Regions from separate parts of the Sus scrofa genome. Here all the other regions are linked to region 4. The links are chromatin contacts, called in public Hi-C maps. All regions are on one chromosome and are shown on one strand. The core of a region is the stretch at or near the end of the contact, and the rest is flanking DNA. Distances in the headings are between cores, read along the strand shown. Region 1 holds the start of HABP4 (hyaluronan binding protein 4). Region 2 holds the start of ZNF367 (zinc finger protein 367). Region 3 holds the start of C10H9orf3 (aminopeptidase O). Region 4 holds the start of PTCH1 (protein patched homolog 1).

Region 1 (2,933 bases), core at 165-2,664, 990 kb before region 4:
GAAAGGACACTTGGGCACCCACCATCCCTGAATGCAGACAGTAGTATACCATTGCACTGGCCGTTCTGGCTAAGCAGGTTGTGGGGAACTTTGAATATTCGTGTTGAAAAAATTAAAAACGCTCTTCTTAAGGCAGTCAGAGTTAATCACAAGTTACACAACCCATCAACACTGCTTGCTGCCTTGAAAACGTACCGGACGACTGCTGGAAGCTATCCTAAGAAGGATGGGTGAAGGCACAGAACTTGGAAGGCGCCGGGGACCCCGCGGCCACCCCCGCCGCATTCCGCTGGCGGCCCTGACGTCACAGCCCGCCCCCGCGGTCACTCGGGCCTTCCCTCCATCACAGAGGATCCAGCCCCTCACCCCGGAGATCCTTCACACGTCCCGGGCTCTCGCAGCCACTCCCAAAGGGCCGGGTTGCGCCCTTCTCCATCCTCCTTAAGAGGGGCGCTCCTCTCCCCTTCCCACCACCCTTTTCTTTCTACCTCCCGATGAGAATCTTGCAGAGGTTAGGCTGGAGGATGGAGAAGGTCCCGGCTAGTTCTATATTTGAGAGCCCCAGGGCAGCGACCCCAGTGTTCGCCCCTACACCTCAACCCCAGAAATAGTCCTCAACTTTGGCCAACTTGTAAAGGCTCAGCCGCAGGGTTTTGAAACCCCCTATTCCAAGCTTGCACTCTCCCTTGCCCCCAGAAGGGACTAAAAAAGGCCAGAAGTGGCGTGACACCCCCGATTCCCGTCCTTTCCCCCACCTTCCTGGGCCACAAGGACCCTCAACTCCAGCCAACTCTTTCCAGAGCCCCTTGCTCTTTCTGAACAGGTTCCAGGGACCCCAGTCTCGCAGCGGGGGATCGTGAGGGAGCTGAGGAAGGGTGACCTCCTTGACCCCATTCTCCTTTCCCTCCTGCCCACCGCGCCCACCACGGGCCGCCCAGGTGCCGGGCGGGGCGCACGTACCAGGCGGCTGCGGGCCGCCCCCGGGGCTGTCCGGCTGCTGTGCGCCGGGGGCCGGGAGGCTCTTGCGCTCCTTCTGGGACTCCCTCCGGCCGCCGCCCGCGCCGGGTCTGTGGCCCGAAGCCCCAGCCGGGCTCCTGCCACCGCGGTTGCCGGTCCCCGCTGCCACCGCCGCCGCCGCCTCGTCGCGCCTCTTGCGCTGCAGCTGCTGCTGGCGCCGGCGCTCGGCCTCGCGCAGGATGTCGAACGGGTCTGACTCGTCGTCCAGCAGCTGGTGGAAGCGGTTGGCCACTACGCAGCCGAAACTCTCCTGCATCACGGCGCCTGCGGCGGCCGCGGCCACAGGACTCCCCAGAGCGCCCTTCATGCCGCCGCGGCCACTGCGGGCCCGCCGAGGGCAGCCCACGCGAGCAAGTCTCAACGAAGCCGGCGGCGAGGACCCATCCTACCCGCAGCTACTGCCCTCCCTGCCCTGCCCAGTCCCGTCCCTCCCAGCGCCCGCCCCCGCGCCGCCGCCGCCGCCCGCCCAGCCGCTACCAGACAGCCAATCAGCGCACGCGGACACGCCCCCTTTCCTAGCCGGCACGACTGGAAACCCAATCAGCGACTGGCTGCTGTCACGTCATGCGACCTCTATGCCCCGCCCCACGACTCGGCAGGGAGGGGTGGGGCCCAAGGGGCGGAGCTAGGCAGCTGGGCTATGAGGGTGGATCCTAGCCATTATTTGCGTTCTCCCTGAATTCATCATCGGCCACTCTTCTTTGAAGTTTATATATTGGTTGAGCCATTCAACAACTACACAGTGGACACTATATGTGCCAGACATTATGTTGTAGGAGATATTAGCTCCTTGTTTTCGTGGATCTTACAGTCTATAGGCAGAAAAGTGCTCTAAAAGAAAGGCCCATACTTCTCTATGATCCTATAGCAAAGGGACCTGACCTAATTAAGAAGCCTGAAAAGACTTTCCCTGGGAAATGATGGTTAAGCTGAGATCTGAAGGATGACAAGGGCCAGGAGCAAAGGCAAGTCCTGGAATCTTGAGCTGGGGTGAAGCACAACCCATTCAAACTCAGTGAACCAGTTTGCAGAGTTAGGGGAGGGCCTGACTGGTGAGGTATAGGCATGTGGTGCAAATCTGGCAGAACAAACCGTGGGTGAGTCTTCCGGAGGATTTCTTGGAGGAACATTTTTCTGGTACCTAAAAAGGGTTGGGAAGGGATCTGTCATCTTTCCACTTCTGTTTTTTGGTCCATGTTATGTGAGGGGGACATGATGCTTGGAGTTGCTGGCCCTTATTGTGACAGTGAGGGTGGCAGAGCAGAATGATGGAGAAAACCTTGTTCCTTGATGATGTGCTGCTGCTGACTTAACCACGGTCCGGAATCTACCTGCCTCAGACTTATTCTGTAAGACAGCAAATGCCATTATTGTTTAAACTAGTCTTCGTTATACTTGTTTCTTGTATCCAAAAGCATTCTGCTACAGCATCTTGCTTAGGTGGGTCATTACCAGCTTTTGCTGTCCTTTAATAGCAAATGGAAAAAGAACTCTTAATCCTAAAACTGCTGCCAGGTCTGTGTTTTACTCACTTATTCAATTTTCTGTCATTCACAAGGAGTAGGACAGGGATGATGTCTGTCGTATTCATTGCAACTTATATCCCCAGTGCTTAGCATTCTAGGTAGCTGTACAGTAGGTTCTCAGGAAATATTTGTTGAATGACTGAAGATTTTAAGGTAGCTGGTCTTCTCCTTCTTGGAGTCAGTGGAGGTTTATGATTAAAAGCCTATTTTTTTTTTTTAATCTAAAAGAGGAGCAGGTGTTCAAACAAAAACTTGTAACTGATCTTCATAGTTGCACTACTCACAATAGCTAAAATGTAGAAACAAACAAAGTATATCAACTGATGAATGAATAAACAAAATATGGTGCAATAGATTAATATTTGGCCAAAAAGAGTGCCTCTTGTGGCT
Region 2 (3,047 bases), core at 421-2,920, 920 kb before region 4:
AGAGTTATATGTTGTACCTTTTGGAATCTTTCCACCCTGTTTCCTAGCCACATAATTCCCCTCCCTGGGATCAACTTGTTACAATTCTTGTGTATCTTGCTAGAGATATTTTGTACACATAAAAACAAAAATGTGTATTTGTTTTTCTCCACTTTTTTTTTTTTTTTTGCCACGCCCCTGGCATGTGGAAGTTCCTGAGCCAGGGATCTCACCGGTGCCACAGCAGCGTCCCAAGCCGCTGCAGTGACAACGCGGGATCCTTAACCCCCTGCGCCACAAGAGAATTCCTTTCCATCTTTTTTTTTTTAACGTGAAAAAAAGCACACTTGTTTATACAAGTTAAGTTTGTTTTTAAACAGTTGTGGCATAGCTGAGTGTGTGTATTTGATAAAGAGGGGGAAGGGAGAGAGGGGTAGAGAGGAAGGGGGAAAGGGGAGAGCGAGAGAGAAATATTCTGCTCTTAATCACCAATTCTAACACTTAAATACTGGATATTCATTGACTTATTCAACAAATATTTATTGAAGGCCTGCCATGTGTCAGACTAGGCCCTGGCAATACAGTAAAAAACAAGGCACAGTCACTTCTTTCACATTTCTAGTGAATGTGAGGCTGGGCATGCCATTTGCCCCATCGTCTGCTGTGCTGTGCTTCCGAGCCCCACGCTGGCCCTCGGTGGGTGACTGTCAGAGCTGGATTCGCCGGCTTGTTCAAGGTCCTTTCAATGTGGGGTGAGGTCCTCCGGGCACTCACATCTCCACGCCCTTGCAGATTCGGGGATGAAGGTGCGCCCCAGACTGGGTGAGGAACCACGGCGCGGGGACGGGGAGTCCTCGGGGTCTTTCGGGTATCTGTGCCGGGGGTGACCACGGACACACACACACACGCCTGCGTTCGTGTCCCCTCTGAGCGGCGAGCAGCACTCGGGGACCTCAGAGACGACTTCCCTAACTACCCCATTTTGCACAGTTGGGAAACCGAGGTCCGGGAAGCCGAAGGCTGGGACCGATGACCGCTTCAGCCTCGGGGCGAATCGAGGGTGCGGAGAGGGTCAATTCACAGCGAGCCCAAGAGCTGGGCAGACGGGAGCCATTAAGAAAGTCGGCACCTCTGGGTGTCCACTAGAAATTGCAGGAGGAAGGCCTCGATGCCCCAGAAGCGGGTGGCGGGAGCCGGGGGCGGGGCGGGCTGCCTGGGCCCCAGCCCTTTAAATTCCCAGCCGCGCGGGAACCGCTGACCAACAGCCACCAGCGGGTGGGGCCGGTGAACGCGCGCCCCTGCGGGCCAACGACCGCCCCTGTCTCCGCCCCTCGCCGACACCTCTCCAATCGGCAACACTCCTGACGCCCGCCCCCGCCCATGGCCCCGCACCTCCCACCTCGACGACCCGCTCCGAGGACTGGCGGGGCGGGACCCTGGAGGGTGTGTCCTGGCAAGTTCAGACGTCGCGCGCTCCCGCGGAGCTTCGAACGCTTGTTGGCCCTTTTGGCAGAAAAAAAATACAAGAGCGGCGACCAATGGCGTGGCAGAAAGGACCCGCGCACAGATCCGGCTCCACCCCGCTCTGGCTGGAAAGGGGTCCAGGCCCGGCCATTGGCTCGAGCGACCTGTCACTCTCCGCCGCGACCAGCGGGCAGAGGCTTCGCGGTGATTGGCCCCGCCCAGGCGCGAAATGTAACGCGGGAAAAACTGGAGCAGGGACCCCGGCGGCAGGTTGTTATTTTCGGGGGCTCAGCGCCTCGCGTCCTGCTTTCCTGTCATCGCAACGCGGGCCGCCTGCTGCTTCCCGCGGCTGCAGCCTGCGTTGGGGTACGAAGAGCGGAGGACCGGCCTGACCCAGGGTTGGGGTCCAGCTCCGGCCGCCTGGTGCCAACCGAGCCGTTCCGCTCTTTCGTTGGCCGCGGCGCAGGAAGGTTCCAGGAAACGTCCGCCTGCCATGAGCCGGCGGGACTGAGAGCCGGCAACTCGGAGCAGCGCGGGCTAGCGGAGCGAAGGGCCAGACCCGAGCTCAGGGAGTGTGGCCCACGGCCGCTGGGGCTGCGGATCCGGGTCGGGCAATGATCCGGGGTGTGGAGGCGCCAATGGCGGACAACCCGCCGCAGCCGCCGCCCGTCATCTTCTGCCAGGACTCCCCGAAGCGGGTGCTGGTGTCGGTCATTAGGACGACCCCGATCAAGCCCACATGCGGCGGCGGAGGGGAGCCGGAGCCGCCGCCGCCTCTCATCCCCACCAGCCCTGGCTTCAGCGACTTCATGGTGTACCCGTGGCGCTGGGGTGAGAACGCGCACAACGTGACGCTCAGCCCCGGGGCTGCCGGGGGCGCCGCCTCGGCTGCCCTGCCTGCGGTCGCCGAGCACTCGGGGCTTCGGGGCCGGGGCGCGCCCCTGCCCACCCCCTCGGCCGCCGCCGCCTCGGGAGGTGAGGACGAGGAGGAAGCGAGCAGCCCGGACAGTGGCCACCTCAAGGTAAGCGGCACCGGCTGGCGGGGCGCGGGGCGGCGAGGGCCCGTTAACGGCGCGGCCGGACAGCCGGCAGCGCCCGCGGACTCGGCGGGTGGGGCGGGGCCGAGTTTAAAACGCGAGGTTGCTCCGCGGCGGCGGGGCGGGGGCGGGTGACAGGACGCTGACGTCACTGCCGCGCGCCAAAAAATTGCTCCTGGGGGCGGGGCTTCAGTCACATGACACCGGCCAGAGGGGGTGGGGAGGCCCAGTAGACCCGAAGCCACTGGTCCGCTGGTGCACTGGGTTGGCGCGCGGCCTGGGGTCGCGGAGTAACGCGGCCAAGTGGCTCTGCCAGTAGTACGGCAGTCCGCTTGGTCCGCTCTGGCGGAAGTGGGAGAGAAGGGCCGCGGGCCTTGAACTGTTCCTCTGGGTGAGGGAAGGGACAGGTTGCCCAGTTTCTGCTTCATCACCGCAGATACCCCGACCCTGCTAAAGATGCTTTGCTGAGATGGCCGAAGAAAAAGAGGGGATTTAGGGGATTCCTCCCCAGCGGGAATTGAGCCCTCGCTGTGTTGTTTCATGCATCCAGCGTACAACTTTGCTAGG
Region 3 (3,060 bases), core at 378-2,877, 850 kb after region 4:
GCCATTTATCTCATTCTTAAAGAAAAGTAGGATATGTATGTGGGGTATGTGTGTGAGTGTAGGGGGGTCATAAATAAATTAAGCTTTCCAGGTGTTTTGATTCTAGGTATATGAGAACCTAATACTAAATATATTAGACAGTGTCAAAACATTTGGATGAGTGAATAAACTCATAGAATTATGTCTCATTATTGTAAAAAGCTCAGAATTTGATCACTCATGGTAGAGTTATTTAAAAAGTACAGGCTTTCAAGCCATACTTAGATCTGTAATCAAGCTTGTCTACACTGTATAGTTACTATGAACTTTTGGAAAGTTAAACTAAAACTGAACCAAAGTTCCTTCTCTATAAACTGAAGATACTAATTCCTAACTCACCAGGTTCTTGTGTAAGCTAAGGAAGAAACACCTGCAAAGTGTGGAAAAGAGTTCCCGGAATATAGCTGCTGGCCAATAATGAATGACTACTATTATTCTCCGATCTTTTCTACCTTGTCCCCCAAATATAAGAGCCTAATCTTACCAACTGTCAAGTCATTCACGGGCTTCTCAGAATTAGAATAAGTACCATATGCTCTATGCAAAAATGGGATGTACTAAAAATACAAGAAAATATAAAACCAAAGCATCTATGAGATAAAAAAATATCAGAATCCTGTGTCTCCTCCCACATCTGTTCTGGTTGGTTTTGTAATAACCCATAGTCCTTTATCAATAATACGAAACTTATTAATTGTTGGCGGTCAAAACATTTTCAATAGGGTTCTGCTGCTTATTTATTTTGAAGGCTACCCTTGCAAGGATAATTGATTAAGCATCATTACTTGAAAACCAAAAAGAAATACGGGGACAGCAGCGTTTTAAGGAAAGGCTATAAATGTTTTATCTATCTCAACAGTTAACTGGATGCCATGTGAACCATCTATTATCACAATAACTGTTCACATTATTGCACCACCCCCTCAGCCAATAAATACATGCCTTACTTAATAAGCAAAACTCCACACTGATGGAGAACGAATGCTCCTTAGGAACACAAGAACTCAACTCAAAACTTGGAGCTCTCAGTACGGATTCTCAGGCAGGAGGGGAGGTAGCTAGGTATCACTGCAAGAGAAAAAGGACAGAAGAGGAAATTTCTGTCTCCTTAAACAAGACTGGAGATTAGCACCGTGGGGCTAGGAGCGGAAAGAAGCAGGTGAGGTGGGCCTGGAGGTAAGAGAGGAAGGAGGAGGCAACTTCAGTCTGAGAAAAGGTCTGAGCCACCAAGGAGAGGCCCTTCAGAGCCCACAGCAACGCCGAGGGAGGAGGCGGAGAAGAGGAGCCCGCTCAGCCCAGTCCCCAGACCGGGTTCAGCCTCAGGAGTTTGGAGGACTGAGAGGAATGGGGACCCCGCTGTTCAAGAAAGATGAAGGTAGGGGCGGGCTCCCGGTCACCTTCAAGGTGGGACGCTGCCGACCCCGCCACCATCTCAGTGCCGCAGGAGAGACAGGCAGGGACCCAACAGGGAGCACATAGGTTACCTGTCTCAGCCGCCTGCCACGGGTCTCCACTTCCGCTGATTAGGTGTTACCACGGGCTACCCGGGCACGCGCCGAGTGACGTCATCCTCGCGCGCCTGGGCTGGAGCAGGCCTGACCCCGCCCCCTTGGGAAGAGGCGGGGGGAGTGGAGGTCTGCGCAGGCGCGGAGCTCCCTCTGGTTTAGGAAGGAGCGAAAGAGAAATTAGTTTGGGTTTTGCAGGGATTCCCTCTTACCCAGCTATTCCCAATTGCAAAACCTTATAGGCACTTAAGAAAAAAAAAATGTTATTGAAATGCAGACATGGACTTTTTATTCTTTATTTTGCTATGCCTTTTGTATATCTGTCTACATACTTGTTCGTTCCACCACAATATTAAAGTCCTACTGTGTCCCAGGCAAGCACTGTCATAGATAGAATCTGGGGTACAGCGATGACGAAATAGACGCTATTCTAACTTCATGGACATTACCATTTTGTTGAGAAAGCAAACATTGAATAACTCAACAAAGATATTTTAGACATACCTTGTTTTATTGCACTTCACTTTGTTTCACTTTACAGGTATTGCAGTTTTAGCAAACTGAAGGTTTGTGGCAACTCTGCCATTGTCAAGTAATGGTTAGGGACTTCCCTTGTGGCTCACAGCATAACTACATGGCGTTGCTTCTGCATTGGCTGTGGCTCAACCTCTGGCTCCGAACGTCCATGTGCCACAAATGCAGCCATTTGTTTAAAAATACTACTTGTGGAGTTCCCGTCATGGCTCAGTAGTTAACGAATCCAACTAGGAACCATGAGGTTGCGGGTTCGATCCCTGGCCTTGCTCAGTGGGTTAAGGATCCGGCGTTGCCCTGAGCTGTGGTGTAGGTTGCAGACTCGGCTCAGATCCGTGTTGCTGTGGCTCTGGCCTAAGCTGGCGGCTACATCTCCAATTAGACCCCTGGCCTGGGAACCTCCATCTGCCGCAGGTGCGACCCCAGAAAAAGGCAAAAAGACAAAAAAAAAAAAAAAAAAAAAAAAAAGACTACTAGTAATAATAGTTAGCTTTTTTAGCAACAAACTATTTTTAATTAAGGTTTTTTTTGAGATAATGCTATTGCACGCTTAACAGACTACAGTATGGTGTAAACATAACTTCCATATGCACTGAAAAACCAAAAAGTTGATGTGAATTATTTAGAAACTAAAGGAAGGATCACAAGGAAGTGCCCTATGAAGAGGCTCCTTGAACTGAGAAGGGAAGAAGCTAGCTCTGAAGATCTGTAGTAAGAGCAACCAAGAGAAGGAGCAACAGGTTCAAAAACTACCGGGGAGGGGACAGAATGTGGTGGTGCCCTTGCAAAAGTGAGGAAGTAGGCTAGGCTTCCCCTGGAAGAATGAAAAATGAGCTCAGCAAGTCAGAGTTCCAAACATGTGAGTGACAGGATCTGGTTTTGTGACATCACCCTGGCTGCTGTGTATAACAGCAATTTGGAGACAAGAAAGGATGCAGAGAGAATAGTTGCTTTTGCAATGATCAGGTAAGAAATGAGAGGA
Region 4 (2,700 bases), core at 52-2,551:
GGTGAGAAAAAGGCTCCTTCCCTTGAAGACCATCTAGTTAACTTTTTTTTTTCTTCCCTAGGGCCAGGCCTGTGGCATATAGATGTTCCTAGGCTAGGGGCCGAATCAGAGGTGCAGCTGCCAGCCTACACCACAGCCACAGCAATACTAGATCCCAGCCAGGTCTGCAACCTACACCACAGCTCAAGGTAACACCGGATCCTGAACCCACTGAGTGAGGCCAGGGATGGAACCCACATCCTCATGTATGTTAGTCGGGTTCAAACTACTCAGCCACAAGGGGAACTCCCTAGTAAACTCTCGATAGTTTCAATAAATTATCTTCCCCCTTCCCCCTGTATCTGAAATTCATCTTTCTTCCAAACGGGGGTAAATTTTAAAATAGCACCTTTCAGCAGTCTGTGTGGGAAACAGTCTATCCTGCAGGTTCGAGCAGATAAAATGTTGAACATTGTAGCAGGGGCTCCCCTGAATAGGACTTTCCATTTAGGGTAAGAGGCTAAGAGTGGTTCTGCGCGGACCCACAGCGCTCCTGTCTAGCCCAATCACCCAAACTGGCCTCGTTTGGGAAGGCAGCGTGGGTGGGAGCGTTTGGGTGGCATACCCCAAAAACCACAGTAATTGGAAGGAAAAAAAAAAAAAAAAGCAAATATCAATTAGTGATCCCTCAGCCAGCTACCAATCTTGGTTTCCAAGGAACTCCACCTTAGCCTCTTCAGAAGTAGCAGCTTCCCAGGGCCTCTCTCCCCACCCCGCCCCCCCGACAGAAGCTTCACGACACCGCATACATCTTGGTACAGTGAACATGTCCCCCGGGAGGCGCTTGTTATCTGCGGGACTTCCCCGGCTCTCTGCCTCCCTGTCAGCCTGTGGGCCTGTCAACCAGAAGGCTCCCAGCTTCCCGGCGTTTCCGTGGGAATGCAAACGGGAAAGCGCTTTGAAAACTGAGGACAGGAAAAGTGGTGCCCTTCCGAGGCGCTCTGGGCACCTCGCATTCCCCGGAGTGCCAAGGATGCTGAAATAAGCTTCCCTGATCCCCCAAGACACCCCCCCCCGGGGGGCGGGGGGGGGAGGCGTTGGGGCAAGAGGCTTGTGTTAGCAAATAACGTGCGTAGGGTGGGGAAGCCCTAGGTGGGGAAGGCGAGGCGGGGAGCGGAGACCCCCCGCCCCGCGGCCCCCAGCAGACAGAGCCGCGGGGGGCGGGGGGGGGGCCGGGGCTCGCTAGAGCTCGCTCGGCGGGACGCCTCCCAGGAGGGCGGGGAGGGGAGAGCCTGTTTACCCAGGAGGGCTGTGCTGATAGCACGTTCCTCGAGTTTACTTTGCTTTCCTTGAGTTTATTGTAAAGGGGTAAAGTTTTCGGATCTGTCACGTGACCCTGACAGGTCCTGCCTATGGCGCGGCAGACCACCCACGCCGAGGGCCATGGAACTGCTTAATAGAAACAGGCTTGTAATTGTGAGTCCGCGCTGCACTCCGCCGAAAGCCTCCGGCGGCCCAGCGCGCCGGGGTTTTTACACTTTCCGTTCCTTTTGTAAAGACGGAGGAGGAGGAGAAGACGAAGACGAAGAAAAAGACGACGACAGCGAAGACAAAGAGACCCGCGGCGACAAGGCTAGGGGGAGACGAGGGAAGACGGGGAGAAGACGGAGGAGCGGAGGACCAGGAAAGGGGGGCACGGGGGGGAAGGAATTGATGTGAAATCCAAGCGCAGCGTCCGCGCCATCGGCACCCACGCTCCGAGCAGGGCTTGACGGCCGGCTATGGTGAGTGCAGCCGGCGCGGCCGCCGCCGCCACTTTGCTCTCGCGCGGCGTGCGCCCCGGGGACGCGGGGTTGCGGGGCCTGGGCTCCCGGCGCGGCGGCCAGAGGGCCGGCCGGCCGGGCAAGCGGGCGGGGCGGGTGGCGCGCCGGGGCCGCGGGGCTGGGTGGGCTGCGCCGGCGGGGCGCAGGGGGCGCCGGCCAGCGTCTCCAGGCTCGCTCGTTCGCTCGCTCGCACGCTCTGGGCCCCCGCCCCCCGAGGCCAGCCCCGCGGGGTGGGGAGGGGGCTGGCTGCGGAGGGCCCGGCCGGGGAACGGCTCCGAGGGGAATTCTCACGGAGGGGGTCGCCTGGGATCCCATTTTCACGCTTGAAAGGGTCGCCACCTTGGCTTCCGCTCATCAGCCTGGTGGTGGCTACTGACTGCCAGCGAAGGCAGAGCTGGGGATGGAGGGCTGGTGCGGAGAGTGACAGCGCCGGGGGGAGGGTGCGGGCCGAGAGCGCGCGCGCACCCGGGCCACTTCTCCTGTCTCCCGGGAGCTCGGGGAGATCTGCCCCAGGGGTTGGGCGCACGCTCTCGCGCCCACAGCCGATGCTCTGGGCACCCGGGCTGGGACGCCTGAGTGGGACACCCAAGGTTAGGAGAGAAACACCTTATCAAAACCCGAAGCGCGAACATCCTCCTCCCCGCCGCTGTGGGTGGGAAAAGGGGCCAGAGGGGCTTTTCTGAGTTCAGGAAGGGGCCACGGGTAGAAGAGAGCTGGGTGTTGACTCTTGCATCCACGGAATCGGGCATTCTGGTGCCTGCCAACCACTAAGGAGATGGGCTGCTAGCCCAGTGCTGGGAAGGCTAAGTGTGGCTTGAGGGAAGCCCTGAGATTGGTGGGACTGATCCAAACCCATTTAGACCCGGTGACAACCCCGAGACCACAGGACCTCCAGAGA

What was found. Hi-C and Micro-C count contacts between places; a contact is called where the count stands out from the background.
Region 1: a Hi-C map of heart right ventricle shows a contact between it and region 4, with 4 times the contacts expected there. The contact joins the promoter of HABP4 here to the promoter of PTCH1 in region 4. A contact is called at or near these places in 2 of 47 Hi-C or Micro-C datasets (embryonic fibroblasts and heart right ventricle) and 1 of 2 datasets of contacts at active chromatin or transcription factors (skeletal muscle).
Region 2: a Hi-C map of retroperitoneal adipose tissue shows a contact between it and region 4, with 2.3 times the contacts expected there. The contact joins the promoter of ZNF367 here to the promoter of PTCH1 in region 4. A contact is called at or near these places in 3 of 5 promoter capture datasets (fetal liver, fetal skeletal muscle and liver), 7 of 47 Hi-C or Micro-C datasets (embryonic fibroblasts, heart right ventricle, mesenteric adipose tissue and 3 more) and 1 of 2 datasets of contacts at active chromatin or transcription factors (alveolar macrophages).
Region 3: a Hi-C map of skeletal muscle shows a contact between it and region 4, with 4 times the contacts expected there. The contact joins the promoter of C10H9orf3 here to the promoter of PTCH1 in region 4. A contact is called at or near these places in 1 of 47 Hi-C or Micro-C datasets (skeletal muscle) and 1 of 2 datasets of contacts at active chromatin or transcription factors (skeletal muscle).

Annotation. Positions count from the first base shown.
Region 1 is chr10:25,634,586-25,637,518 of Sscrofa11.1, forward strand. It overlaps HABP4 (hyaluronan binding protein 4), which reads right to left and starts at 1,415. Exons shown (of 8, transcript NM_001244681.1): 1 at 961-1,415. The coding sequence starts at 1,324.
Region 2 is chr10:25,706,041-25,709,087 of Sscrofa11.1, forward strand. ZNF367 (zinc finger protein 367) reads left to right here and starts at 1,671. Exons shown (of 5, transcript XM_021064593.1): 1 at 1,671-2,465. The coding sequence starts at 2,058.
Region 3 is chr10:27,470,720-27,473,779 of Sscrofa11.1, forward strand. It overlaps C10H9orf3 (aminopeptidase O), which reads right to left and starts at 1,628. Exons shown (of 19, transcript XR_002336299.1): 1 at 1,524-1,628.
Region 4 is chr10:26,625,864-26,628,563 of Sscrofa11.1, forward strand. It overlaps PTCH1 (protein patched homolog 1), which reads left to right and starts at 1,302. Exons shown (of 24, transcript XM_013980137.2): 1 at 1,302-1,763. The coding sequence starts at 1,761.